Linked DNA regions of Sus scrofa: region 1 is linked to region 2. A link is a contact called in public HiChIP or PLAC-seq data. All regions are on one chromosome and are shown on one strand. Each heading gives the region's core, a stretch centred on a gene start, on an enhancer-like site or on the middle of the called end of the contact. The rest is flanking DNA. Distances are from core to core; before and after follow the strand shown.

Region 1 (6,293 bases), core at 1,520-4,019, 320 kb before region 2:
GTTTAATGCCAGTGATTCAGTTTGCATTATTGAAAAGTAGATTCTCCTTTCCTGGGGATCCTGGACAAGAATATTTGCAGCCCCCAGAGCTACAGGCTGCCACTGCCAGATTACAAGTAAAGCTGGCTTTATGAGGAAGCAACTCTATGGAGGGCAAATCGGAAACTTGGAATGAAACATGATTGAGCCTCACCTGACGCTAGGCCTCTATCTTGATTTTTCATGAACCCATCAATTTTCTTTACTGTTAAGGCCAGGTTTGTTTGTTTATTTACTTACTTACTTACTTAGCTTTTTAGGTGGCATGTGGAGGTTCCCAGGCTATGGGTCAAATGGAGCTACAACTGTGGGCCTATGCCACAGCCACAGCAACGCAGTATCCGAGCCTTGTCTGTGACCTATACCACACCCCATGGATACACCAGATCCTTAACCCACTGAGCGAGGCCAGGGATTGAACCTGCAACCTCATGGTTCCTAGTCAGATTGTTTCTGCTGCACAACAAAGGGAACTCCTGTTAGGCCAGTTTTAGATAGGTTTCCTGCTACTCGTAATATAGAATCTAACATAAAGTGCCTGCAAATGAATTCCTGAGCACCTCCTCTTCTTCGGTGAGACTGACTCTGAGGTCCATACCTGCTACGATGGGATGAATGGAGTCCCCCCAAAAGAAACGTCCCCCTGGAACTTGTGAATGTGACCTTATTTGGAAAAAGGGTCTTTGCTGATGGAATTAAATTAAGGATGTCAAGATAAGATACACTGAATTAAGTGGGTGGGCCCTAAAACCAATGACAAGTGTCTTGATAAAAGAAGGAAAAGGATACAACAAGGACAGAAGAGTGGGGCAGGCCGTGTGAAGGCAAAAGCAGAAGGTGAAATGATACAGCCACAAACCAATGCCTGTCTGGAGCCACCAGAAGCTGCAAGAGGCAAGGAAGGATTCTCTCCTAGAGTCTTGACACTAGAGCCTCAGGACATGTTAGTTTTGGACTTCTAGCCTCCCAAACTGTGACAGAAAATATTTCTATTTTTTTAAACCAAAGATTTGTGGTAATTCGTTAGGATGGCCCTCAGGAATTAATACACCTTAGGAGTGTGATCTGCGTGTCTACAACTGCCAGCAAGAGGGGCCCTCATGGCCAGGAATTTCTACTGGAGAGGTTGCCGGAATATATTCATTCACAGTCTCATCTTAGCTGTGGTTCTTCCATTTATGATGCATGATTCCTTCCATATCCATATCCTGAAATTTTAGCAAGGTCTCCCCCCCCCCTTTCCTATCAAAATTTCAAGCAAACTAGGCTGGCTATATGTGCCAGGAACTGTTCCAGTTTCTACCTACCCTCCCAACGTTATTATTAATAGCACCCCTTCACTCTCAAAGCGTCCTAATTTGGTCAGTTAATTCTACGGTCACCCAAGGGGAATTCAACCCCTGTTAATGAAATCCATCAGCTTCTGCCAAGCTCATTATGTTTAAGCCACCGGTCATCGCCTTCCTCCTCACGCTTCCTGAGGGACGATACTGTGCCCAGGGCGCTGGTCCCTTCATGGCCACCGGGGATGGACTGGGCTGGTCAGAAGCGAGAGGTTTTTGTCACCCATCTTCAAAAAGTGATCCGGCCACCCGCCTTCCTTAGGAATTTGAGATTGGGAAATGAGAGGCTGACGAGGAACAGAGCTGTAATGAGGCAGCGCCGACGACTTCAGTAACACCCAGTGGGTCTCCCAGGGAAAGGGCGGGGGGTGGGGGGGGGGTCGTCCTGTGCCCCGCGGCGCACCCGGCTGGAAACGCGCTCTAGGGGGCGCCCTGCACACAGACCGCCTGGCGCCTGATGCGATGGGGGGTAGCCCTGAGTGCTCGGCTGCCGGGCATCGTTGGCTTCCAGTTCCAGTTGCGAGTTACCAGTGGTTCTCACACTCGGCTGTATGTCAGCATTACCTGGGGACTTACAAAACATCCTGACCCCCAAGTCACACCCCAGACTTACTAAACGAGAACCTCGGGAGTGAAACCCAGATCTGAGAAGCTTTAAAAACTCCTCAGCTGAGGTGAATGTGTCGTCCAGTTTGTGAACCACTGATAACCCCCCGGGGCCCCTTCGCTGAGGTCATTTAAGTGGGTCTCTGCGCCAGTCAAAAGACTGGTGTGTGTCACTCTCCCCAGGCTTTTGAGGGCGCTTTGACACTTCCCTGGTGTTCTAGGGAGCAGGATATGGTCTATGACAGTCTTCTTACTGGCCGGCTGTCATAATCCTTATCCAGAAAAATCTTGTGCACTTTGCCTGACACTCTAAATAATGAGGTAGTTAAATTGCTGGCTAATTTCATGAGCTGTGCAAAGAGCTCTTTGCATGAAAATGAGGATTATGTAAAACAGAATCTTGGTTTTGCTCATCCCTCCTGCTTCATTCCTCTTGGTGCTTCTGAAGACAGGATGAGTCATCTCTCAGCTACAACTGGACTGGAATTTCTTTAAAAATACACGGAACAAAACTGATTGTGCATTTTCTCTTTCAGTATTTTTTACTGGGGTTTCAGCCTCTTTATTTTCTATCATGTTTCTGTCCTGCCTGGATATAAACATTTCTGTTCCAGCAGCGGCAGCTGGCAAATGCCAGAGGTTTATAAAAGTGTAGAGGGACATAGGAACTATATTTGGGCATGGCCACTTTGAATGACAAATTGAACACGTTCTGGAATGTTCTTTATTATAAATGGACCTGGAGGAAGAGACTTTTCTGTCCACTAGGTGACTCCCTACTATATGTGCCAGAGAATCATGGATCATTTGTTATTATGGGCAGCATCCACCCCCACAACACCTGAGCACCACTTTTAGAAATGAGATTAAATGATAGGATTCTAGAGAGAAAAATCTCTGGTGATCCACAGTGACACCATCATGGTGATTTACTTAGTTCTCCCCGTGAAAAGCTAACAGAGAGAGAAGGACAAGCTACGCCTTTTCAGGTAGATGTAGAGGCCCGGCTCTCAAATGGAGCTCCAGGCCCCAGCCTGTGATGGGCATTAATAATTCCTGGCTTCCTTACTGAATGCAATGCCCAGAGATTTGAACAGATGCCAGCCAAAGGAGATGCTGTGAGAATGCTGGGCCAGGCCTTCTCTAAAAGCAAGAGAAACGCTCATTCTCTTTATAACACTCCATGCTCTTTCTGTCTTGGCTTTTTTTTAATACCCGTTCTTCTTACCTGTCTGGTAAACTTGTTCTCCTCCTTCACGACCCAGCTCTAGGGACACCTCTGTGAAGGCCTCTCTTGCTTCCTGTGCTGGGATGGGCGGGTCCTGGCCATGGTGCTATTATTGCACATATCAATCTCTTGAGCTCACTTAGCCACGGCCCTTCTCGCTCGCTAAAAATCCCTCTGAAGGTGGGACTAGCTCTGAGGCGTCCCTTTACCCCATAGCCTGTAAAAGTGCCTGCTGGCTCAGAGCTGATACTCAAGGAATAGATGGTACTTTCGGAATGACACCGGAAGGGAGACAAGAATGAACATTATTTAAGGATGCCTACGTGTGTGGCGCTTCCATACATTATTTTAAATCTTCTGAACAACCTTATGAGGTAAATATAAGAATAGTGAGGCTCAGAAATATTAAGGGTCTTTCAGGGCTAATAAGGGGCAGGATTCAATGGAGCTCCCTGACTCCCAGTCATGTTCTCACCACTCCATGATAGCCTGAGTTCCTCTTTTCAAATGGAACCATGTTGGATTTCCCTGGTGGCCCACTGGGTTAAGGATCCAGCATTGTCACTGCAGTGGTTCTGGTTACTGCTGTGGCACAGGTTCGATCCTTGGCCTGGGAACTTCCACTTGGCCGCAGCTGCGGCCAAAACAAAGTGGAACAAGGTATTCCTTTTCCTTAAATAGACCATGTGAATAAGCCCAATTCACTTTATTTGAAAATTGCAGAAGTTCCCGTCGTGGCTCAGTGGTTAACAAATCCGACTAGGAACCATGAGGTTGCGGGTTCAGTCCCTGGCCTTGCGCAGTGGGTTAGGGATCCGGCATTGCCATGAGCTATGGTGTAGGTCACAGACGCAGCTCGATCCCGCGTTGCTGTGGTTCTGGCGTAGGCCGGCGGCTATAGCTCTGATTGGACCCCTACCCTGGGAACCTCCATATGCCATGGGAGCCACCCAAGAAATGGCAAAAAGACAAAAAAAAAAAGAAAAGAAAAGAAAATTGCCGTTTTGATGATATTAATTTTAGCTTCTTATATGCAAAACCTTTGAAAGAGTAGGTATCTACAGGTAGACAGAGAAGTGGTTCTTTCAGGAAAGACTTACTGGTAGGATTCATACACATATTCGGTATACTAAATTAAAAGCATCAGTGGTCTTACGAGATAGGAGCCCATATCACAGTGGCTTCTTTCAAAAGGCTGGTTTAGAAACACAGCACAAAGGGTGTTGACATCTCTCAAAAGCACACACACCCTGCAGTAATAACAAAATGATCTACATCCCACAAGGTCTTTAATAGAATAACCCATCTACAGATGAGCTTAGAGGGGTAGAGTAGGAGAAATAAGAGCCGACAATCATCCTCACTTATGATGGGCCAGGGACCGTGCTAAGTATTACAAATCTTAGCTCACTGATACCCTGTAAGCAGGGTCTTGAAGACTTTTGTACACCTGTATTCATAGTAGCATTACTCGTAACAGCTAAAACATGGAAGCACCCCAAGTGTCCATCAGTGGATAAAGAGAGAAGCAAAATGTGTATGTTAATATAATGGAATATTATTCATCCTTAAAAAGGAAGGAAATTCTGGAGTTCCCTGGTGGCTCAGTGGGTTAAGGATCTGGTTGGCTCTGGAGCATCCGCATACTTCAGGCAGAGCCCCCCTCCAAAAAAAAAAGAAAAAAGGAAGGAAGGAAATTCTGACATATGGTACAATGTGGATGACTCTTCAGCACATTACCCTGAGTGAAAGAAGTCAGCCACAAAAAGACAAACACCAAACACCGTATGATTCCTCTTATATGAGGCACTTAGAATAGCTCAAATCATAGAGACAGGAGGCAGAAGCATGGTTGCCAGGGAGTGGAGGGATTGGGGAATGGGGAGTGAATGTTTAACAGGTATGGAGCTTCAGCGTGTGAAGAGGGAAGGAGTTCTGGAGATGGATGGTGCTGATGGGTGAACAATATTATGAATGACTTGAAATACGACTGAATGGTTCACTTAAGAATGACTGAGATGGTAAATTTTATAAATGTATTTCATCACAATAAAAAACTGGAGAATCAAAACAAAAATAGAGCAGACGGTATAACGTAAATGCAGAAAATGCGCAGAAAAGAGGAGAGAAGGCTGCAGAGCAGTCTGATAACATTCGTTCCCTCCAGGGCTGGGCTGGGGAGGGAACAGGATTCGGGGTGGGGGGGGGCAGATGGAACGAGAGCCTTATTTGCAATGCAGAATGGATGCCCACTTCCTCCTTCTCTCCCTCTCTGCCTCCTGGTTCAGTTCCAAAGCCTGTTCTACCACAGGTGCGTCTGACTGGCAGCCTCCAGACCACATCCTGAAGCCGAAGTATAGCCAGCCTGGGAAATGTCGATTTGAGCTTCCTGCCTGCCCCCTGCTGAGATAGAAAAGGGCTGGGCAGCATGTGGAGCTTATCAATACCTACATAACATTTTAGGCAATGAAGGTGTTGGCCAGTTGCCACACAACATCAGGCTAAGAAAGAATGGAAGTGCGAATCACACAGATTTTTGTATGATTTCTTACGCCATGAGGTCAACCAGTCCCTGAAACTGCAGTAGCACAAGCCCAAGCGAGAAAGCAGCGCAGGGCACGCAGGCCCTGCCTGGGGCTCCACGAAGCCTGGCATTTCTGTTGTCCCTGCTCTGTCCACCTCCCGCAAAGGCCCACTCTCACCTCCTCTGGATGTGTTTTCATTCTCTGTCATGAATAAAGGCACCATCGCGAAATAATTTAGAGGAATATTTGTTCCTCTAATAATAGTAATTTGTTCCTCTAAAATAATTTAGCGAGCAGAGATGGTCATCACCTAGATACCACTGTAAAATCGAAAATATTCCACCCGTTCAAAAGCAGCAGAGGAGTCTGATGTGCGTTATCTGTGGACTGAGAAAAAAGTCAAACACAGCATTTCAAAATGTTACATACTGTATTATTATGGGTATTTTCTCTGCAGTTCCTTTTTGCATTTTCCAAATTTCCCACAGCGAGCTTGTAATCATAATCAGAAATACAGTAACCTGCATTTTAAAACAAGAAACACATCCTGCC
Region 2 (5,704 bases), core at 1,237-3,736:
AGTCTACCACTGTATGAATGACAGCAAAAAAAGACCACTATGCTGGGGGGAGAATGGAAGTAGTATGAGGATTAAAGTCAGAAAAGCCAGATCCATGTACTGTTTAAAACTCTACTGGCTGCATTGGCCTTGGACAGATCAGCTTGCTTGAGCCTCATTGTCTTCACTGTAAAATAAGATCGTAACATATATGAAATGACACATTTGAAAGTACTTTGTAAACTTTTCAAAAGAGAATAATCAGCTATTTCTGCTTTTGTTTAGCACACTGACTCCTTAGCCTGCATTCTGCCTTTATTATGCTACTAAATCTGTTCCCTGTTATATGCCAAACCAAAGGCCTTTTTCCCATCCTGATCCTCTTTGACCTCTAAACAATTGACCCTGCTCATGTGATTCACCCCAGATTCCCCCAGATTTCCTTGAAGTAATACTGTCCTAATCCTTTCTACTTCTCTGGTCGTTCCTTCTCCAACCTCTCTCCACTCACATACAGCTGATACCTGGTCTCTTCCTCTACCTTCCTTTACCAAACATTTTGAATGACACCACGTGCTAAACTCTATATTGGGTGCTAGTGACATAAAGATAATTAAGACAAATTCTTTCTATGCAGTTATGGGTATCTTACTGTTCTCTCAGCTAACTGTACCTTTTATTTTTGTTTTTGCTTTTTTTTGTTTTTTGTTTTTTTGCTTTTTAGGTCTTACAGGTACAACATATGGAAGTTCCCAGGCTAGGGGTGAATCAGAGCTGCAGTTGCCGGCCACAGCCACACTGGATCCGAACTGCACCTGTGACCTACACTACAGCCACAGCAATGCCAGATCTTTAACCCGGTGAGCAAGACCAGGGATCACACCCGCATCCTCGTGGATCCTAATCGGATTCATTTCCAGTGAGCCACAACAGGAACTCCCTTAATTTTGTTTTTAATGGCATATTTCTACACTTCTCATTTCACTCAGTCTAGAATTAGCTTCTAAAATCACCTTCTGGAATTAGGCCATTAGGAACATTTTCAGGTGCCTCTACTTTTGGGTTCTCATGGCACATTATGTCTATCCCTCTTTTAACGAATTTACCACACTGCTTAATTGATTCACTTTCCTGAGAAGATTATGTATAGTTCCTATATTTAACAGTGTTCAACAGATATGTGTTGAGTGTTCATATATTTCAGGCACTTTTCTAAGTGCTTGAATAAAAAGAGGCAAAGAGCTCTGTAAACTTCTGTAGTTTATACTGTTATGGGGAAAAGCAAACAATAAACGTAATAAGTGGATAAAGTATATGATGTATTATATACATTACATATGAGTAATATGGGGGGGAAAGAAAGGTTATAGAGCTGGTTACATTTTAAAACTAGGGTGACCAGACCAGGCCTTGTTGGAAAGGTACCTTTGAACCAAGTCTTAAAGGACAATTAGGAATGGGCCATGCATTTATTTAGGGAAAGAAGATTCAGGAACAGAAACAGCCAATGAAAATGGCCTAGGATGAAAGCATGCTTGGGAACAACAAGGTGGCCATCTTGTCTGGATTGAGTCCTTAAGGCAGAATAATAGTAAGTAAGAAGGTTGGAGAGATAATGGGACTAGATCACATAGGATCCTTAGCCATCTTTATTTCCTCAAAGCTGAGTACAGGGGTTCCCGTCATGGCTCAGTTGTTAATGAATCCGACTAGGAACCATGAGGTTACGGGTTCGATCCCTGGCCTTGCTTAGTGGGTTAAGGATCCCGCGTTGCCGTGAGCTGTGGTGTAGGTTACAGACGCGGCTCAGATCCCATGTCGCTGTGGCTCTGGCGTAGGCTGATGGCCACAGCTCCTATTGGACCCCTGGCCTGGGAACCTCCATATGCCACGGGAGTGGCCCAAGAAATGGCAAAAAAAAAAAAAAAAAAAAAAAAAAAAAGCTGAGTACAGAGCCTGCCATATACTAAGGCTCAGTAAATATTAGTAAATCAATCAAATAGTCATCTAAGTTGAGGTTCTATATCTTTAGGCCAAGGGCCACTGATCTTTCTTATTACTTTGGTTTTTCACTTCTGTTCTCATAAAGAGCCTTGAGCTGGCTTGTCCACTTAATGAAGTCTAGATTTCTTGACATATAAGGCCTTATACAGTTCTGTTCTAGTTTGTCTTTGTACCTTTCTCTTGACACATGGTCACTTGATGTTTTCCTTTCTCCATGGCTTTCTCTCTTTCTTTGCTTTTTAAGGCTGCACCCATGGCATATAGAAGTTCCCAGGCTAGGGGTCGAATCGGAGCTATAGTTGCTAGCCTACCCCACAGCCACAGCAACAAGGGATCTGAGCTGCATCTGCAACCTATATACCACAGCTCATGACAACGCCAGATCCATAACCTACTGAACAAGGGCAGGGATCGAACCCGCATCCACATGGATCCTAGTCAGGTTCATGAACTGCTGAGTCATGAAGGAAACTCCCATTTCTTCGTGGTTTTCTTAATGCTGTTTTCTGAGAAAGATTATTCATTGCCTCATTTCTGCCTTTTGAAATTCTGCTGATCCTTGAGAACCTAGGTCAAGTTCTTTGTACCATTCTTTGGCTATGTGTTACATACCACCTAGTATTATAAGTGTATGTATATATATATTCTTTTTCATATGATATTTTAAGTTTCTTGAACATAAAGAGGTACCTTTTAATAATTATCTTTGTTATGTGGTAACTCAGATATCATAGTTGTTTCATAAATTTTGTCAAATAAGTGAATGAACTTTAACAATAATCTTACTGGAAGGATTATGTGAGGTTAATAATTAACTAACTGTTAATCAACATTAATTTAAGATTATCTCTAGGAAATATATCCTTTTCAAGCATACAGAAGTAATCCAAAGACAAAAATTTAGTTTCATTGTTCTTAAAGTACCCATTGTGTACGAATGGGTTCTAACTTTTTTTTTTTATTACTCAAATGAATTTATCACATCTGTAGTTGTGTAATGATCATAACAATCTGATTTCACAGGATTTCCATCTCACAGCCCAAGCACATCCCCCACCTCCAAAAATGTCTCCTCCGGAGACCATAAGTTTTTCAATGTCTGTAAGTCAGCATTTGTTCTGCAAAGAAGTTCAGTCTGGAGTTCCCATCGTGGCGCAGTGGTTAACGAATCCAATTAGGAACCATGAGGTTGCGGGTTTGATCCGTGGCCTTGCTCAGTGGGTCGACGATCCGGCATTGCCGTGAGCTGTGGTGTAGGTTGCAGACGCGGCTTGGATCCTGCGTTGCTGTGGCTCTGGTGTAGGCCGGTGGCTACAGCTCTGATTAGACCCCTAGCCTGCAAATCTCTATATGCCGCGGGAGCGGCACTAGAAAAAGGCAAAAAGACCAACAAAAAAAAAAAAAGAAGTTCAGTCTGTCCTTTCTTCAGATTCCACATGTCCGTGAAAGCATTTGACGTTGGTGTCTCATTGTATGGCTGACTTCACACAGGTTCTAACATTTTGACATCATTGTTGCACTACATCCCCCATCGCCTGACATACGTAATTTCTGATGACAGAAAACTCTAAGTTCTAGGCACAGCTAACAGCTTCATAATCCAAAACCTAGCACATAAGTAAACATATTAGCAAATATAGATGCTGCAAGTTGAACCAAATGTTAAGACACATAGATAGCTATAATACAGTGCAAGTGCAGGAACCAAGTAGCATGCACACTAAATTTATGAATAGCTATCATCTCTAGGCTCCTTTTAGACCTTTGTACACTAGTCTCCCCTCATGGCAACAGGCTTAATCATCTCCATCCCTGCCTTATATGTAGCTATTGTTTAAAGCCAGTGATCCAAGTCAAGTCATGTTTTTGCTGTATTATCATGTAATTCTGTATATACTACTAGGATTCAGCAGCTGTATGTATCCTAAAAAGTTTGGTCAAGCAAGCAAGGACTGCAGAAATTAAAATCCATTGTTGGGTGCATGTAGCCCTACCACTGAGGAAGTAATAATGCTACATGCCTAAGAGCATACTGAGGCCAAAAAATGAAAAGTTCAAAAGATTAGCTATATCTTAATATTAAGCTGAAGATCAAGATTTGACAAAAGTACTTATTATTATTAAAACATGAAGAAGTCATGACTTACCCAGGATAAATCAACCACATTTTTTGTTTGTTCCAAAAGCATGCCCCTGTTAAGTTTAGAAGCACTTCAAATGTGAATTCATCATTAACTCACATATATTTTAACTTCATTTTTGAGAATAACAGCTAGGGTATCATACATTGAGTAATTTAAAGATTAATTGGTTCTGTTTTCTCATTTGCAATTTGCAAAGCCCAAACTTGCCATTAAAATTGCCAGTGCATCATACTTGCTTTGCATTTTTATTCGAGTTCTGTAGTATAGTTTATTTTATAATATTTGTACCTTATTACTCTGATACTTAAGTATTCTACTGAGCAGTAATGAGAATAGTCAGACTTAATTTTTTAATTACATATATAACTTTTATTGTTGGATCAGGAAAATGGATCTTTATTTAAATTTCTTTAGAGTATTTATAAACATGTTTTATTAATATTTAAGGAATAATCACTTCCAAATCTTGCATAAACTTTTACAGAATTTAGAAAAATAAGGAAGTCTTCTCAGTTTTATGACTGTTATAACTTTGATACAGAAAACAAACACAGACTGTAGATGAGAAGACATTAACAGTTACCTCACTTAGGATTGTGCATCTTAAATATTTGCAAACCTACTCGAAACATGTATAAATGTTTTAAAAAATTTATTAACCATGACACTATATAAGATACTCTTATAGTTGCTGTGGCTCTGGCGTAGGCTGGCAGCTGCAGCTCCGATTAGACCCTAGCCTGGGAACCTCCCATAGGCTGCGGGAGCAGCCCAAGAAATGGCAAAAAGACGAAAAAAAAGATACTCTCCAATATGATAGAGAAACCTAAAGCTAATTAAAATGATATGCATAGAGCAAAATGAAATTGTTCACCAGAAGCTTAAATATAAGAGTATTAATTTTGCAAAAATACCAGTGAGAAATACGTCTAGTGATAAAGAATAAATATCGCTGTATATTTTAAACTATTTTTCTGATCATTATTATATACAAAATTGGAAAATATGTAAAAGGCAAGGGAACAAATTGCATTGAATGTTACAGAGATACTCTCAGTAAACATGTAGTATTTTTTCTTTAGCCTTTTTTCTAATTACAAAATTATAAACATAGTTTTAAATATAACCTGAATAAACTTTGTTATTGCAGTTTAACAAATAAGAAAAAGAGTTTTGTGAGAGATTGACATACTGCATAGAGGCAAAAATATGTGCCAGCTAAACTGAGATATCAAATGGAGAAATAAACAGAAACTTTACATGTAAAACTCAAAACACAAGGCAAATGACACAAAGCAAAAGGTGACAGGTGTAAATGGAATTTATTTCCTGACAAATAATAATAGTCCCTAAGGATATTATAGCACAGAATAACTCTTGATATTTTAGTGATGATGTTAATTACCAAGAAAATATTATCGACTGTGTGAATGGGATGACTGAAAGGTAGTTCCCTCCTTCTGCCTTACTTGCAATGGCTTCCTTGTTTTGTTTTTTATTTATTTTTTTCCCACTGTACAGCAAGGGGATCAAGTTATCCTTACATGTATACATTTTTTTTCTCCCACCCTTTGTTC

The links. HiChIP or PLAC-seq counts read pairs in DNA pulled down with a chosen protein or histone mark.
Region 1: an H3K27ac HiChIP or PLAC-seq map of alveolar macrophages shows a contact between it and region 2. The contact joins two enhancer-like sites. A contact is called at or near these places in 8 of 47 Hi-C or Micro-C datasets (embryonic fibroblasts, fetal skeletal muscle, heart right ventricle and 4 more) and 2 of 2 datasets of contacts at active chromatin or transcription factors (alveolar macrophages and skeletal muscle).

What each region holds. Positions count from the first base shown.
Region 1 is chr11:18,944,572-18,950,864 of Sscrofa11.1, reverse strand. No RefSeq gene overlaps it. Among named protein-coding and RNA genes, the nearest start is that of CYSLTR2, 63 kb to the left of the region's middle. Within about 2 kb of position 2,769, at least 21 of the 83 cell types and tissues checked have an H3K27ac peak or open chromatin away from gene starts, as enhancers often do. A contact at or near this core is called in alveolar macrophages, where this site is marked.
Region 2 is chr11:18,621,798-18,627,501 of Sscrofa11.1, reverse strand. The region is part of intron 4 of FNDC3A (fibronectin type-III domain-containing protein 3A); the gene reads left to right. Among named protein-coding and RNA genes, the nearest start is that of MLNR, 81 kb to the right of the region's middle. Within about 2 kb of position 2,486, at least 2 of the 83 cell types and tissues checked have an H3K27ac peak or open chromatin away from gene starts, as enhancers often do. A contact at or near this core is called in alveolar macrophages, where this site is marked.